2 separate regions of the Mus musculus genome follow, and region 1 is linked to region 2. Evidence: chromatin contacts called from public Hi-C data. All regions are on one chromosome and are shown on one strand. Each heading gives the region's core, a stretch centred on a gene start, on an enhancer-like site or on the middle of the called end of the contact. The rest is flanking DNA. Distances are from core to core; before and after follow the strand shown. Region 1 holds the start of Zfp930 (zinc finger protein 930). Region 2 overlaps Lzts1 (leucine zipper, putative tumor suppressor 1).

Region 1 (2,700 bases), core at 134-2,633, 40 kb after region 2:
CAAGATGAACGTGCCAGAGACATTTCCTTCTGTCTTTTAAAATAAATTGTATATGTTCCTGTCCAACGCTGAGCTAAGAACACCACCAAATCAGGCAGAACTCTACGCGAATGTGTCCAGGCTCTCTAAAGAAAACCCCCATGCTTCCTGTCTTTTATTTTTGTTAAATGATTTCCCTGCTTTCTGCTGGTAAGAAATATTTCCAAGTTTTTCTGTCTTGTCTGTTATGATGGCTATTCTTGGTAGACAAACTGACTACAAATTAACTAAGACCCAAAAAGTTGCATATACCTGTGAGAGATTTTTCTTAATTAAAACTTATGAAGTGGGAAGACGCTTCTGGGTCTTTTGAGGCGATAAGATCCACCTTTAATCTGGGCCACACCTTCTGGTGACAGTCCACATAAATAGAGAAGAAAGAAGCTCTCTCTCTCTCTCTTTCTCTCTCTCTCTCTCTCTGCCCTATCTTTGGTTAGCAAGTTCATTCCTTTAGAGCCTCCTTCTTTGAAAATGTGGTATACAGTGAAGCCCAGCTTAGACACGCAGCCTCATGGACTGAACTACTGGATTCTTCCAATTTTAGTTGCTAGACAGCACTTGTTGGTCTAGCTGGACCACAGCCTGCGAGCCGTTTTAATAAATCCCCTTTCTACATACAGAGAGGGAAAGAGACGCTCATTTTTATCATTTCTGTTCATCTAGAGAACCTTGACTAATACAGCTGCGTTTTCTCACCTTAACTCAGAAAAATGTTAGGAATAGTGTTCATAAACAACATTCTTCCTCGAACCATTTCTTTCTAATTATTCAAGTTACCGTGGAGACTACACTTATCATTAGTGTTAATTTGTCAAGAGATAGACCTGAATTTCAGGAAGAAAACTCCTATAGGGATGGATCCACCATCCAGCCTTCTTGTGGGAGAAACACATTTCATTGTGTTTGTGATGTGGTTCCAGGTTTTCTCTCAGGATTGTCCAGTGTACCTTTGCCAGCCAGGTAGAACGTAGCTGTAGCTCACCTGACCTCACCGTGAACCCACAGAACAAACATTTGTTTTCTAAAATCTCCTTAATTATTAATATCGTGGGCACCCTTCCACTTGTGGGACAGGAGAAACACTCCACTCCACATTTTGTAATGTGCTATTTAAACTAGCTACCTTGTGTCAAGGAGGAAAAGGGGAAAGTGCCTACCACGCAAGGAAAGATAGAAGTGAAGCTACCTCAGGTCAAGAGCAAGGACTCCTGAAATGCAAATATCTGCAACAGGAAATACTGTTCTGTGCTGTTCCTTAAACTCCAACGCCAAAGGAGGGACTCTTGTCACTCAGGCCTCATCAGCCAATGAGAACCTGCAGTCGGAGCGTCATCGGGGAGGCGGGCTCTTCCGGGCGCCAGGCTCCAGGCTCCGTTCCGAAGCTGGGAAAATGCAAGCGGTTCTTTGCGTGTAACAGGATCTGTGAGGGGTGCACGCGAGCTTGGAAGCCACGCTATGGTGAGCAAGGGACCGCAGTCTTGGGAGAAGTGGGCTGCTGAGCCTCGGCATCCCTTTTGGTAGGCTACCCTTGGACTGGATGGAAGCTAGTGGGCCAGATGTGGAGTTGTATGAAGTCCCATGCGGTCTCTGTAGTTCCCTGTACCAAAGTGGTGACCTCTGAAGAACTTCACCCTGTGGGCAGCGTCTGTGTAGAGCTTTGGGGACATGGTGTGTGCGTAGAAACATCTTTGTAGCCAACATCACCGTGCTTCTTGTGCATCAGAGGACGGCAGGTTGCCGTTTTAGTTTAGCTAGCATCTCTAGAATTTCTGTTCTTCGGATTTCACATTTGGAGTTAATTTTGTGGGTATTGTGCATGGAATCTTATGTGTTGGTAGCACTCCACTATTTTGCTGAGATGATAATGCAAAGGATTTACCAATGCTTCGGAGAGAATAAGTCACACAGAGTAGAGTTTAGCTAAAGGTGGGCTGCCTCTGAAACACCCAAAGATATAGTGTATTAATGAGGTCTGTAAGAGATGAAGTGCTAGATACGCATGTTTGTTCACCAGGATTGTCTAGACATTTGGCTCCAACCATAAGGAAGGAGACAACCCTGATCTTAAACAGCCGCTAGACCGATGCCCTTAAGAAGTGGCAGGAGACCAAGAAGCTGCTCAAAGGAGCAGGTAGGGTCATGTAACCAACATTAAGGCCTGGTGTGCCATAAAAGTCCTGTTTTCTTCTTAGGCAGTGGCTGCTTTCTATGGATCCTCTTATATAGATGCAGCCAGTTGTCCTTTTGTTAGCAAGCCAGACAGCAGTATGGTCTTCACTGTAGCAGCATCAAGATCTCGGCCTGCCTGCTGTGGGCCTCTGCGTTTATTAGTTATAAGGAGCCGTCACATCATTACTACATTATCTGCTACACACAGCGCTGACCTGAGCTGGAGAGCTGACCTGAGCTAGCTGCTCCTCAGCTTAACACCCAGCTCAGTCCTCTTCTAACTTCTTAGTGTGCTCTCTATGATTTCCCACCCCAGCTTTTATCTTTTCTCCTTTATACTTTTATAATCTTTCTCAGTCTGGCATATTCACCTAGGGACCCTGACACTGAAGAATGGTCTACTGTTCCAGGATACTGGTGTACTTAAGAAATAGTCCTGGGAATACTTTGTTGTGTAAGCCTCTCTTCTGCCTAAGTAACCACTTAGCAACT
Region 2 (2,700 bases), core at 108-2,607:
GAGTAAGGAAAACAGCAGAGTGGCTCTCATATTCAGCAGCATGAGCAACTACAAAGAAATGCATGGTGTGATTATGCTGCTGTGAGAGAGAGAAAAGCCACCATTCCCCAGGTCAGGAGTTAACAGCACTAGCTGCTTTTCCAGAGGTCCTAAGTTCAATTCTCAGCATTCACAAGGCACCTTATAACCATCAGTAACTATAGTCCTATGGGATCTGACACTCTCTTCTAGTGTACATACACTTTAAATTTATTCATTCATTCATTCATTGTAGACCGGTTTCTGGGGTAACTTTAAAGCTATGGCCTCCTTTGTTTTCATTTTGAAAGAGGATCTCAGGTAGACCAGGTTGGCCTCAAACTCAGTGGTAGCTGAGAAAGACATTAAACTTCCTGCGCCTCCGGTCTCTTCCTTCTGAGTGCCAGGATAACAAGACAATGCCACCATACTTAGCTAAAGCCACCATGTCTTGATAAATGTTCAAGACAATATCAATATTTGTCACTCATGACTTGCACATGTCTCTTAAGTTCCTACACATTATCTCTTGTGTTTCTGTTTACATCTAACTCAGATCCTCACCGGGCTTGGAGCTACCAAAGGCAGAGACTTGAACTATGTTTTGGCAGTCAGTACAGGGCTGGAGTCCATAGTTCTGAGCATGCTCTGCTATGAGTGGCAGTTAGAGACAAAGTTCCATCACTCATTCACTTACACTTTCCCTCCCTCACATTTGCTCTTTCCACTCAGGCTCTAACAGACCTCCTAAGCTTAGCCTGGATATCTGTACCTCTCTATACAGCTAGGGATGTAGCCCCAGGCAAAAATGTTCTTCCTCTGAGCCCCAACTCTTGACTTTTATTACCTACTTAGCTCAATCCATACCATCTTTGGGGCATTTACCCAGAAGAGCAGGCAGAGGTTGATAAATGTCTATTATGATAGCTCCTTTCTCCTGCTTAGGCTATCATCCCACCCCTGAGGCATAGGCACCCTGTGCTCACATAAGCAAGGTGTGTGTTTGGCACACCTCCATGTGGTATCAGCTTAGACCACAACTCCCATCTCTCTCTCTGGCCTCAGGGCTCAATTGTTTCCATACCTAGCTAACTTCGTCCCCCCAAAAAGGGAGGGAAGTATCTGTCTGGACTGGCAGCTCAGCAGAATAGGTACAGGACTGTCTTCCTGTCTCCTCCTTCCCCACACAACAGTAATCCTTTCATCACTGCCTACCAAAGAACCAAGACGTGGATATTGATAAGAGTCCCTGCTGAAAACGCTGCCTGCAAACCTCCCCTTCTCCAGCTCAGGAAGCCAGTGGCTGATCTCCCACCCCCGACCCCAGGCTATCAGGAAGTCATGCCCCACGTGAAGCATTAGTAGACTTCAAGCAAAGGAACAGGATTTCCTGTTCGCTGCCTTGGGCTTCTTACGAATTTGGTACTAGAAAAAGCATGAAGTATGCAAAGGAAAAACTTTATCCCATTTCAAAGGCACAGTCACCTCCTCCCATCCATCTGATAGCAGTAGAAAACTCATTACTCTGGGATTTATGCCTAATGTCAATGTCGTGCCTCAAATGCAGGCTGTGGTTGACAGAACTCAAGAACAGTCCAACAAACAATGGTATCAGGTTTGGACTGTTCATCCGTACCCTGATCCTTACCCTTTCCCAATATGTTTCCCTGTCCCTGCAGAACCTACCCTGACTCTACCCCAGACCTAGCCCTCCTTTACCTTCCTCATCTTTGTCAGTTGTAACCCTTGTAATACTTTCACTCTTAGCCTTGGACCCCTGCCAACAATTCTTTGGGTATCTGTTTCCTATCTATAACGTGGAACAACGTTTTCCTCCTCACTGGGTAGAAGGCTTTGGAAGTATTGAAGGATAACTCTTGTGCGAAGGGAACAAGGTATAATTCAACCTATAATTCAAGGTTTTTTGGTTGGTTTGGTTGGTTGGTTGGTTGGTTGGTTGCTTGGTTTTTCGAGACAAGGTTTCTCTGTGTAGCCCTGGCTGTCCTGGAACTCACTTTGTAGACCAGGTTGTCCTGGAACTCAGAACTCCACCTGCCTCTGCCTCCTGAGTGCTGGGATTAAAGGCATGTGCCACCACGCCTGGCATAATTCAAGTTTGATTTATGGCTTTTTTTTTTTTTTAACATATGGGACGTGGTGACTCAAGCCATTAGTGAGATTTCTGAGGCTCAAATTCTTAATATATTTTTCTCCAGATTCACAGATTCACAAGGCCCTGGGCTCATTTCCTATCTTTTTTGTGATCAAATGAATTTGAGAACATTTTTATTTGGACGCTTTAGGGGTTAGATTAAAATAAAGATTAGTATTGGAAGGATATTAATATAACAGACTAGGAAGTACTGTTTGGAAGAAGTTAGGAGAGGGCCCAGCAACCACTGAACAAGCAAATAGACTATAAACTCTGACGACAGGCTGCCTGTCCAGTACAATATAGCATCTCCAGGGCCACTTTCCAATTAAAGGAATTTCCAGAAGCTCCTTCAAGACTAGGGAGGGAGTAGCCCTAGTCCTTCCCACCATGATAGAGAGAATGGATCCAGAGGGTGTCAGTTGAAACCATCTCCTATTCTCCCTGCTTGCTTTGCCTTGATTCTTAAGCAGGTCAGAGCAACCCAAACCCAGCTGTGAATAAGATCAGACCCATCCAACTTTGCCAGA

Evidence for each region. Hi-C and Micro-C count contacts between places; a contact is called where the count stands out from the background.
Region 1: a Hi-C map of Th2 cells shows a contact between it and region 2, with 1.8 times the contacts expected there. The contact joins the promoter of Zfp930 here to the enhancer-like site in region 2. A contact is called at or near these places in 1 of 39 promoter capture datasets (macrophages), 3 of 15 datasets of contacts at CTCF or cohesin (CD8 T cells, the NIH/3T3 cell line and embryonic stem cells), 10 of 484 Hi-C or Micro-C datasets (the 3T3-L1 cell line, CD4 T cells, DN3 thymocytes and 3 more), 11 of 115 datasets of contacts at active chromatin or transcription factors (CD8 T cells, the SCID.adh cell line, bone marrow-derived dendritic cells and 6 more) and 3 of 9 other capture datasets (adipose tissue, liver and pancreatic islet).

What each region holds. Positions count from the first base shown.
Region 1 is chr8:69,207,663-69,210,362 of GRCm38.p6, forward strand. Zfp930 (zinc finger protein 930) reads left to right here and starts at 1,384. Exons shown (of 4, transcript NM_001013379.2): 1 at 1,384-1,497. The coding sequence starts at 1,495. It overlaps Gm39188 (a long non-coding RNA gene), which reads right to left and starts at 1,335. Exons shown (of 2, transcript XR_870488.3): 1 at 1,197-1,335.
Region 2 is chr8:69,167,239-69,169,938 of GRCm38.p6, forward strand. All of the region lies in intron 1 of Lzts1 (leucine zipper, putative tumor suppressor 1), which reads right to left. Among named protein-coding and RNA genes, the nearest start is that of Gm39187, 11 kb to the left of the region's middle. Within about 2 kb of position 1,358, at least 22 of the 459 cell types and tissues checked have an H3K27ac peak or open chromatin away from gene starts, as enhancers often do. A contact at or near this core is called in CD8 T cells, the SCID.adh cell line, Th2 cells and 1 more, where this site is marked.